Regions from separate parts of the Rattus norvegicus genome. Here regions 1 and 3 are each linked to region 2. The links are chromatin contacts, called in public Hi-C maps. All regions are on one chromosome and are shown on one strand. The core of a region is the stretch at or near the end of the contact, and the rest is flanking DNA. Distances in the headings are between cores, read along the strand shown. Region 1 holds the start of Stx3 (syntaxin 3). Region 2 holds the start of Patl1 (PAT1 homolog 1, processing body mRNA decay factor). Region 3 holds the start of Mrpl16 (mitochondrial ribosomal protein L16).

Region 1 (3,411 bases), core at 152-2,651, 150 kb before region 2:
CAAACCTACTCCCCAGCCCAGGATCCAGAGCATGCAAACTGGGTGAGGAAGATCTCATCCATGCAAAGTAAAACAATGACAACACCAACACACTCTCACCAGCATTTCTATTTCATTTCAGAGGGGAGGGATGGGGGAGAAACAGTAACAGTTATTAGCATAAGTCCTAGGGGTCATACAAAGGGCTCTTCTGCAGTTCACTGGCTCTTAGCTTACACAATTACTCATTTTTCAGATAACCAAACTTAAGCTAGGAGTTTAAGGAGTAACCAGTAAGAATAGGGCCAGGACAAAACCCCAGTGCTAATGCAGACTAATACTTCCCTACCGTAAGAAGCTCATTAATCTCCTGGGAAGCCTCAGTGAGACCTTCCCCAGGTCCAGTTTGAGGCCTAAGCTGATTCACTTCTAGGCTAGCTAGGAGGTGGACTCCACTGTTGAGTATCCAGGACCGCACTTTATATCCCATTAACTGGTAGCCTGTATCACTGGGTGGGTTCCCAAAGTTTCACACTAGCCATGCCCCCTAGAATGTAGTCAGTGACTTAGTAAATGAATCTATATTTCAAAAAAAAATGACGCCTCAGCACGTCCCTATGTCAAGTCCCGTTGTGTCATTCAATCTTCATAACAGAAGGAAGGAAGGAAGATTCTCCCTTGACCAACAAGGAAATAGGCTCAAAAGAGTAAGTGACCTAAGCTTTTCAGCTTTTGTGCGGCAGACGACCACAGCTGTCTCAAGGCATTCAAGACAAAATAATTACAGACCACTGAATGGGAGGAGAGGTGCCCATCCCAGCACCTAACAGGCTCAGTGCTCCGGAAGTCACCGGAACTTTCAGCTACTCCCGGGATGGAGTATCCCTGCCCGGTGCTCTGGGAGGAAAACAGAAAGAGGAGGAGGACAGTTTGGGTCACAGTGCCTGGCTGCAGAAGACAGCTGGTGCAGTGAGCCCCCTGACTTTTCCATTAGCCCCGCTGATTTCAAGTACCCGAGTGGGTCCAGCTCTGGAGGAACCCTGTCCAGCTTTAGGGGAGCAGAAGTAGGAGGTTGCGGGCGTCCAGGGAAATCGCAGCTAGGTGATGAATCACCGAGCACATGACCCTACAGGGGAGGGGAGGGTTCAAAACTCTGCGGGATGAGGCGGGGGCTTGGAGAGTGAGGCCTAGCGCGCAGGGTACCCCTGCGGCTTGGGTTAGGGGAGCTAGGAAAAGCCCTTCTCCCACGTCACTTCTCCTGACGGCGGATCCCCGCAGCCCCGGGCCCGCCTGATCCCCAAGCGCGGCGGACTCACGGCCTTCAGCTGCTCCAGTCGGTCCTTCATCCTGGTCCAGGTGAGGGTGGCAGGCGCCTTGTCTCAGGTAAGCGCGTCCCAAGTGAGCGGCCTGGAGCAACTGCGGGGGTGCCGGCCAGGGCGAGAGAGCAGCGCTAGCACGGGCGGAGGCGGGCGGCGGCCGCTCTCGAGGAGGAGCGTCCGAGGCCACCGAGGTCCGCCGCGCCGCCCCCTCCGGCCCCCGCTGGCGCCCTGCTCCAAATCCGGCTGCGAGACAGAGCCGGCTCAGGGCTCGCCCGCCCCCTGGACACGCCCCATACCTGAGCCGCGCCCCGCGCTCCTGCTTAAAGGGACAGCGCGCGCTCCAATGCCGGAAGCATTCGGGGATATCCTCCCTCCGCCGCCCATGAAAGGCAGAGAAAAAAAGAGGGGATCTGTCTGGCTTCGATTTGGCATTTTCCTCACTGTGCTTATTGTCCAGCCATCTACGGACTCGTCCGGTTGAAGACAAGCTGGTGCCTGCTCCCTTGATAAGGCAAAGTGATGATCCCACGATACTCAAGAGATACACTGCCTTAAAGAAAGGACCTGCGAGGTATAGAATCTGCGTGGCCCAGGCTCAGAGACCTGTTCCGGTGAAGCGTAACTGCAGATGAAATGCCCTGGATCTGGCAGCGGCGAGGAATTTGAGGGATTATACTGTTAGTGGCTTTGGGGCCTCTCCTAGACGTGTACGTGGTTCAGTAACCTTTTACTAACAATTTGAATAACTTAAGGAAATCCTGATCCTCTAGAGGACTCAGTTTCCATAGCTAAATAAATTAATCAATAAATAAATCAGAAACTGCTTAGCAATTTGCTGCGAAGCCTGTACAAGAAGTGACTAACTTGTAACTATCTGGCAGGATTATAGGATCTAAAGACGTTTGATTTAGAAAACTTAAGCCCACCTCTCTCCTCCTTGCTGTAAAAAGCCCCGGGATTTGATTTGATTTTTTAGAAAAGTGTGATTCCTCTCACTGCCCTTCCTCTTCAACCATGCCCCTATTCCCCTCCCCTATTTGGTTTTGGGTAACAAATGTCTATCAACCAGTATAGTGGTCAACAATTGGAGCTAGCGAAGACTTGGTCTCAAATTCCAGAAGTATCCTCGGCTTTCCGTTCAATTTTAAAGGCCATAGATACTTTGTTAATTACAACCGGACTTTACCCTCTGCGATGTGCACGTTCCTATTGACTTCCTCTGCTGCCATAAAGATAGTCAAGTAAGGCAGGGCTTGAGCTGTTTGAGCCAACCCTGCGGTTCTTTACTCTAATCCTCTCTCCTGTCTAATCCCGCTCCTGTCCTGATACTGGCCTTGCCCGGACTGCGAAAGCTTCCACGCCCCCGGTGGTCGTAAACCCCAAAGCGGAACCTCCCGCCTAGCAAACACTTGGAAAACTTTCCACCTCCGACCTCTTTCTCCAGCATCAGCCCTTTTGTTCTCTTGTTACAGAATCTCCCTAAATTGCCCAGGCAAGCTTTGAACTTGCCACTCTCCTGTTTCAACCTCTCCCGTAATAGGGGTTACAATGAAAAGCTCCAGAAGTGTAGACATCTGAGATCTCGACAGAAGTCAGGAAAGAGGATGGATTCATTTTGAAACAAGAACACAGGATTCCAGTTAAGGCGCGATTGCTTTCAGGCTGCAAAGATGGCCCTGTGGTTAAGAGCACCGACTGAAGGACCTGGGTTCAATTCCCAGCATCCACATTGTGACACACAGTTCCAGGGGATGCGACGCCCTCTTCTGGGCTCTGCAGAGGTTGACACATGTGATGTACAGATATATGCAGGCAAAAACATTCATAGGAGTAAAAAACAATTCAAGGTCCCAGAAAACTATTTTAAACAATATAAATAATTTCAAAAGGGTAAAATTGTGACCCTCATGCAAATATAAATGAATAATATTTTAACTGCTGCTTAGCTTATTAATGAAGCAACCAGTAAGAGGTTAAATTCATTCAGATCCACAAACAGCAAGACTGCTGAAATGAATAGGTTACTTGATGCAAAACCAGCTCTGGAGAGGTGGGAGAAGAAACTGTGCTTCTTCTGTAGACAAAGTTTTCATTTCCATTAATAGACGGCTGG
Region 2 (3,127 bases), core at 206-2,705:
AAGTTTCATAACTCTTGAAAATCAATTACTAGCTTACCTTGCCTTCTCTTTAAGAGTCAAGTGGATTGGGGAGGGAGGCAAAAAAAAAAAAAGAAAGAAAGAAAGAAAGAAAGAAAGAAAGAAAGAAAGAAAGAAAGAAAGAAAGAAAGAGTCAAGTGGATTTGCTCTTAAGTGATCCGATTTAGGAATTCAGACATTTTAGCTACCCAACCCTGCAACACTTTGCAGTGAGAGGCTTAAGGCTATCTACTTAGAGCAGAGAATGTATTCTACTTGGTGAGATAGATATAATTATACCCATTTTATGAAAGAAAACATGAAGGGTCAGATGTTTAGAAAAACATGCCCAGTTTCTCATAGCAGTGGAAAAACTGACATTTCCCAATCCAGAACTTCTATTTTCAAATCCAATGCTTATAGTAAGCTAGTTGATTAACCCAGTCCCGTTAACAGTCATGTGTTAAGGAATTAAAGTGCACCATTCATTCCCAGGTGAGACAAGAGCCAGGGGGTAGTGAGTGACATTGTTCCCCTTTAATCCAACACTCTGAGGCAAAGGCAGGAGGAGCTATGCTGCCTGGTCTACAGAGTGAATAACAAGACAGCCAGTGCTACACAGAGAAACCCTGTTTCAAAAATAAAATAAAAATTAAGACACCCACTCAGACGGACTCACTAGAGGCAATAAAGCACCAAAGCTGCTAGAACCAGGGTGCTGAGGCTTGCAAGCTGAGCAAACTCCTCTGGGCTTGATCCTGAACGGAAATGGTTGTCTACAGCGCACTCAAGCTCACTGACCTTGCTACGGTGACCCCAACCCTAAGGCTGCGCGGCCCGTTAGGGCTCTCCCGCTTCCCAACGGCCTGAAGCGCCTGGCATCTAAAAATATCACTTTAAATAACCCTCTTTAAATGTGCCTTGTCTTTTTCCTGAAAACAGATGCTGTCAACACTTTGGCCTCTATTAATCACAGCCTTGGTCTCCCTGCTGATTCAGCCAGCGACCCGTCCCTTTCCAGAACACTGATTTTCCACACTATTCCCCCTCACAGATCAAGTCCAGGCACCCCGAGAAGGGCACTGGACGTTAGGTGAAACCACCCAAAAATAAAATCCCCGATTTTCTCAGCAGTCGCTTTAGGGTCGCATCCTGTGACATTCACAAGGCTTTTCTCCGCCCAGTCAGTGACGGGAATCTCGTGACTGAAAAGCACAGCGCAAGAGTGCCGCTGGGAGTACGGAGGAGGAGCCGCAAGCTCAGGCTCTCTGGTTCAGCCCCGACGGCCGCGCGTGCGCAGTGTCTTGCCTAGGGATCTCTTTCCCGCCGCTCACACTAGGAAGTCAAACGCCAAATCTGTCCCCGCGCAGCTGCAGCCGCCGAGGCGCCCGCCCAGCCCGAGGCGCGCCTGCGCACGTCCCCACGCACGCTCCGGCGTACGGCGGCGGCCAGGGGTCGCGAGCCGGTGGGAGACCCGCGCGCGCGGAGCAGCCCGGGGAGTCGGCGCTTTTTTTCCCTCCCTCCCCCCACTCCCCTCCCCGCTCCCTTCCCCCTTCCCCAAGAATGTTCCGCTACGAGGTGAGTGGCTGCGACCGGAAATGACCCCTCCCTCGCCCGCGCGCCCCCTTTTTCCTCTGCTGCCCGTCGCGCGGGTCTTGTGCGGCTGAGGAGGGGGCAGGGCGCGGACGGCTGGCGACCTGGCTTCGGCCGCCGGGCTCGGGTGGGGCCCGAAGCGCACCTCGGGGGGCGGGACTGGCTAGAGCCGGCCGCTGGTTTGCGGCTGGGAGAGCCCGTTAAGTGCGGTAACCTGACCCTTTCCTTGCGCCTCCGCTCGTGGAGCTGCCTTGGAGACCTGCATTGCTCCTACTCCGTGGCAAAATCCCCGGGGAATGCCCACGGAAGCGTTTCCCGCCCTGCACCCGGAACCCCTTCACCCGGATTACACACACCCGTGTGTACGCGGGCAGCGGTCAGGTGGAGGGTTAGGAACTGGCCCTTGGGCTGAGACTAAAGTCAGCTTGTAAGGAAGGCTCGGAGTGGGGAGGGGGCGTGTCCCCCAGAAGTTCCTTCTAGGTGAATGGAGGAAAGTGTGGGTTTGGTGACGCCTGGAGAATGTAGCTGTTTGCTGACGGTCATTTACTGCTGTGTGACCTTGAGCAACTCCTAATCTTGGGGCCAAACAGATTCCGGATTTATAGTTTAGGGACTGAGCTAGGAAAATCCTTACTGAGCCATCCTGATTTGGCCCAGTAGATCGTTGTGATATAAAGAGTTGCTAGAAGTTGCTTCTGGTATGGAGGCAGTTGCAGGACTGGCTCTTTAGGGGAGGAAGATTGGGTAGAAAGGCCCTTCAGAGTTCCCAGGTAAGTTATATCACAAGCTGTAACACTACTGTGTGGAATTCCATTTTGGAATCTTTGAACATTGAAAACAATAGAATGCTTGACTTTACATATGTGACTCAACTCACTTTGTGAAAAGATGAAGAGTGATGATGAGATACTGTGAATATAAGTTGCCAGAAGCAAAGAAAACTTGGTAAACTGAATAAATTTGAATTGGGAGAAATGATTGAAATTAGCATATACTTACTAAGCTTGTCTAGTGATCTTTACTCCCTGGAGGCTGAGGCAGGAGAATCAGGAGTGCTAAGCCATCCTGTACCTAGAGAAACAGTAACTAAAACAAAATAAAGTAGAACATACCCAAGATGTTATGGTGAGTCTAGCTAATATTCAGCTTTCTAAAATCTTTGCCTCCTTTGATCTTCACACAGATTTCTTTCATCAAGTTGTGTTTGGCTCAGAATTACAGTTTAAGGGACTGAGATTTAGTACCTAGTATAGAGTGTGAAGACATAGTGGGTCCTCAGAAGTTGTCTGGGAGAGTTGTCTGGGAGCCGGAGCAATGGCTGCTCTCCCACAAACCCTGGGTTCAATTCCCAGCACCCACATGGCAGCTCATAACTTGTAACTACAGTTCCAGGGGACCTAGCACCATCACATATACATGTATGCAGGCAAAACACCAATGCATATAAAATAAAAAGAAATTAAAATGTTTTTTCAAGTTTCCTATTAGGCAACTTTATAAGAGTAGAACAAGAAGTTGTGATTGTTTTTTTAATATT
Region 3 (3,101 bases), core at 452-2,951, 200 kb before region 2:
CCTTCAAAATGTGGTCTTTTGCCAGGGCAGAAAATGGAATGCGGTCTTTACAAAGGTAAACAAGTTAAAAGGGTGGATTTGTAAAGTCTACTAATACTTGGGAAGCAGATGTGTTGCACAGGTGTATAGGTTTGTAAGCAATTTCCCCAGTATAGCTTATCTACAAGCATTGTAGATTGTACTTACTGTTGTGAAGGTAATTCTTAAGGGCAGACAGATTTAACATGAGTTAAACACAGCAGACATCGGTCTCGTTTGCTAATCCCCTCTGTCTCCTAAATGCTTGGATACAAATCCTCTTGTTCTAATGATTACAAAGCTCCAGCCTCAGGAAAAATAATATGCCCACTATTACCAAAAGTATAATATACATTATTTCATTTCCCTTTGTTATTAAATTATGGTGTAATCCATTCACTACAGCAGCCAATCCCCTTAACTACCCAGCTGTCTCTCCAGCTCCTTCTCTGGGAATTCTTTTTTTTTTAAGATTTATTCATTTATTATATATAAGTACACTGTAGCTGTCTTCAGACACACCAGAAGAGGGCATCGGATCTCTTTACAGATGGTTGTGAGCCACCATGTGGTTGCTGGGAATTGAACTCAGGACCTCTGGAAGAGTAGTCCGGTGCTCTTAACCGCTGAGCCATCTCTCCAGCCCTCTCTGGGAATTCTTGAAGGGAAAAATTTGAAGACAGAACACTGCCCCACTTCTGTGAAGACAAGGCTAAATCTTGAAACCAAACTGATCATTTATAGAAACAGATTAATCCTGTTAAACTGTGCCAGCTTGAGATGACCACTGTGCCAAATCGGAACTGAAGCAATGATCAACCAGACACCTAATCCTGGACTGCTTAATTATGCATACTTTTCAGCCCACTCCCCATTCAATGCCCCAATTCGTCCTCTATTTAAACTTAAAGATGCCAGGTGTGGTACGTGTCTTTAATCCCACACTGAGGAGGCTGAGGCAGGCAGATCTCTGTGAGTTTGAAGCCAGCCTGATCTACATAGTGAATTCCAGGACAGACAGAACTACATAGAGATTCTAGTCTCATAGATAGATAGATAGATAGATAGATAGATAGATAGATAGATAGATAGATAGATGATAGATAGATAGATGGATGGACGGACAGATGCAGGCTTAAAGCTCATTTCAGGGCAATGAAGACAATCTTGGATGGTCATTGGAGCCTGTCATCTGTTACTCCAAGTGAAGCCACCTTAAATGAATAGCTTTCGCCCTTATTTTCTTTTAATTAGCATATTGAGGACAGGCGATCGAACCCAGCCGGTTGGTCCAGCTACAGCTCTTATGATAGATTTGTCAAGACCAAATTCAGCAAACGCACAGTAAGTAAGCCAATGATAAATCAATGGTATCTTTCTATGTCCCTAGAGAAGGGACAAAAATGTAGGGAAAGTTAAGGCAACAACTTGCCTACCACCAAACCTCAGGCTTTCACAGCTTTCTACATTAAGAAGTAAACCCAGAGCGATCATTAAGCAGGAAAACAAAAAACAAAAAAACAGCCAACCCTCAAGGAAACTTGAAACACATTGGGCGTGGCTTGGCCTGCGTGACTTTTAACCTGCAGATACCTGCTCCGGAACCAGGTGCTGGGCTCAAATTTCCTCCACTTCCGTCAGGACTCTGTAAAAGATGGAACAGAATACGCCACTTCCGGTCTTGTGTCCGCAGGCGACCGAGCGCTGAACTGAGGAAAGGTACTGTTGTCGCCGAGAGAATCCCGACCCGGCTGCACGCGCGTGGCCATGTGGAGGCTACTGACGCGCGCGCCCGCGCCGCTCTGGCGGATGCACTTTTCAGGTCAGAAAATCCGTTTGATCTTTTAAAAAGGCATCTCCCTGTTCTTCCTCCCCACATTCCAAAGTATATGCTTACTCCAATAGGACCTGCGCTTTCCTTCCTCCGCCTCCACTATGCGGATGCATGGGTCCTGGTCTTGTGCGGGAGACGGTGCTCCGTGATCCTAGTTGTTGCCTTGGGAACACATTTAGTGGAACTCGTACCCCCATACTTCTAGACACCTCTGCCAGGAGTGATCCGGAGTATAACAACAATGGTTTGATTTGTCTTTGTAGATACTTGGGCAGCCCTTCCCACCAGTGCTGGTCTGAAGACGCTCCTCCCAGTTCCAACTTTTGAAAGTAAGTACTTATCATTTCCACTTTTTTTCCCTCTGATAAAAGACATCGTAGGTGTGCTTGTGCTTCCTCCCTCCTGAGTGATTCAACAGATATATGTAAGGAAGGAGAACTGTGCTGCCAAGCAGTGTTCTGATAAGCATTAGAGGCAACGAAGTCCCTCGCTGTTGCAAAGCAAGTAACTATTGGGCTAGTTCCCAGGCGTCCTACCACTGATCTGTGTGGCCCATGATCTACCCAGTCCGCACTAACTGGGCATTTATTAGATTTTTTATCTTCGCTCAATAATAGTTCATATATGCAGACAGTTAGCAATAGTAACCAGGTGCACTGCAGTCCTGTAAATCTAACTTTACTCTTTAATACACTAAAAACTCCCAAAATGCAAATGACCTGGACATCTGAGGGTCTTGTGGGCTGGAGCGATGGCTCAGCAGTTAATAACATGTGTTGCTCTTGCAGAGAACCCAGGTTCAGTTCTCAGAACCCACAGAATGGTTCATAACCGTCTGTGATCCCAGCCTCAGAGATTCCTACATCCTCTTCTGCGCATCAATACATGTAGGCAAAACACTCATAAAATTCTTAATAAAGTGCTGTGTGCGCTTAGAAATGCATACTGACTTCTAAAAGAAAGTGTTACCGGGTTTCACAGTAGCTGCTCATGGAAGCCCGGGGTGGGGGGTGGGGTTATAACCTGGAACACCAACTTTTAATGACACTGATAATCTGATGACTTCTTGAGGCTTCCTGTTTTGTTTATTTCTATCATGGAGCCGTTCTTTTTCATATTTTTTTAAATCAATCACAATTGTTTTTCTCAAGTTCGCATATGGAGAGTAAAGATGTTAATAGACCAGAGAAATCCTAGTTTGTAAGTTTCCCAACAGAATTGAAGGACAATTTTTTTCTACAGTATAGTG

The links. A called contact is a pair of places that touch in the nucleus more often than the background predicts.
Region 1: a Hi-C map of Schwann cells shows a contact between it and region 2, with 2.2 times the contacts expected there. The contact joins the promoter of Stx3 here to the promoter of Patl1 in region 2. A contact is called at or near these places in 4 of 12 Hi-C or Micro-C datasets (Schwann cells, frontal cortex, kidney and 1 more).
Region 3: a Hi-C map of prefrontal cortex shows a contact between it and region 2, with 4 times the contacts expected there. The contact joins the promoter of Mrpl16 here to the promoter of Patl1 in region 2. A contact is called at or near these places in 12 of 12 Hi-C or Micro-C datasets (the A7r5 cell line, the Rat2 cell line, Schwann cells and 7 more) and 1 of 1 datasets of contacts at active chromatin or transcription factors (oligodendrocytes).

The regions. Positions count from the first base shown.
Region 1 is chr1:218,109,065-218,112,475 of GRCr8, forward strand. It overlaps Stx3 (syntaxin 3), which reads right to left and starts at 1,402. Exons shown (of 11, transcript NM_031124.2): 1 at 1,296-1,402. The coding sequence starts at 1,325.
Region 2 is chr1:218,254,420-218,257,546 of GRCr8, forward strand. It overlaps Patl1 (PAT1 homolog 1, processing body mRNA decay factor), which reads left to right and starts at 1,456. Exons shown (of 19, transcript NM_001108520.2): 1 at 1,456-1,575. The coding sequence starts at 1,561.
Region 3 is chr1:218,056,738-218,059,838 of GRCr8, forward strand. Mrpl16 (mitochondrial ribosomal protein L16) reads left to right here and starts at 1,702. Exons shown (of 4, transcript NM_001009647.1): 1 at 1,702-1,840; 2 at 2,116-2,181. The coding sequence starts at 1,786. It also overlaps a transcript of Stx3 not described here.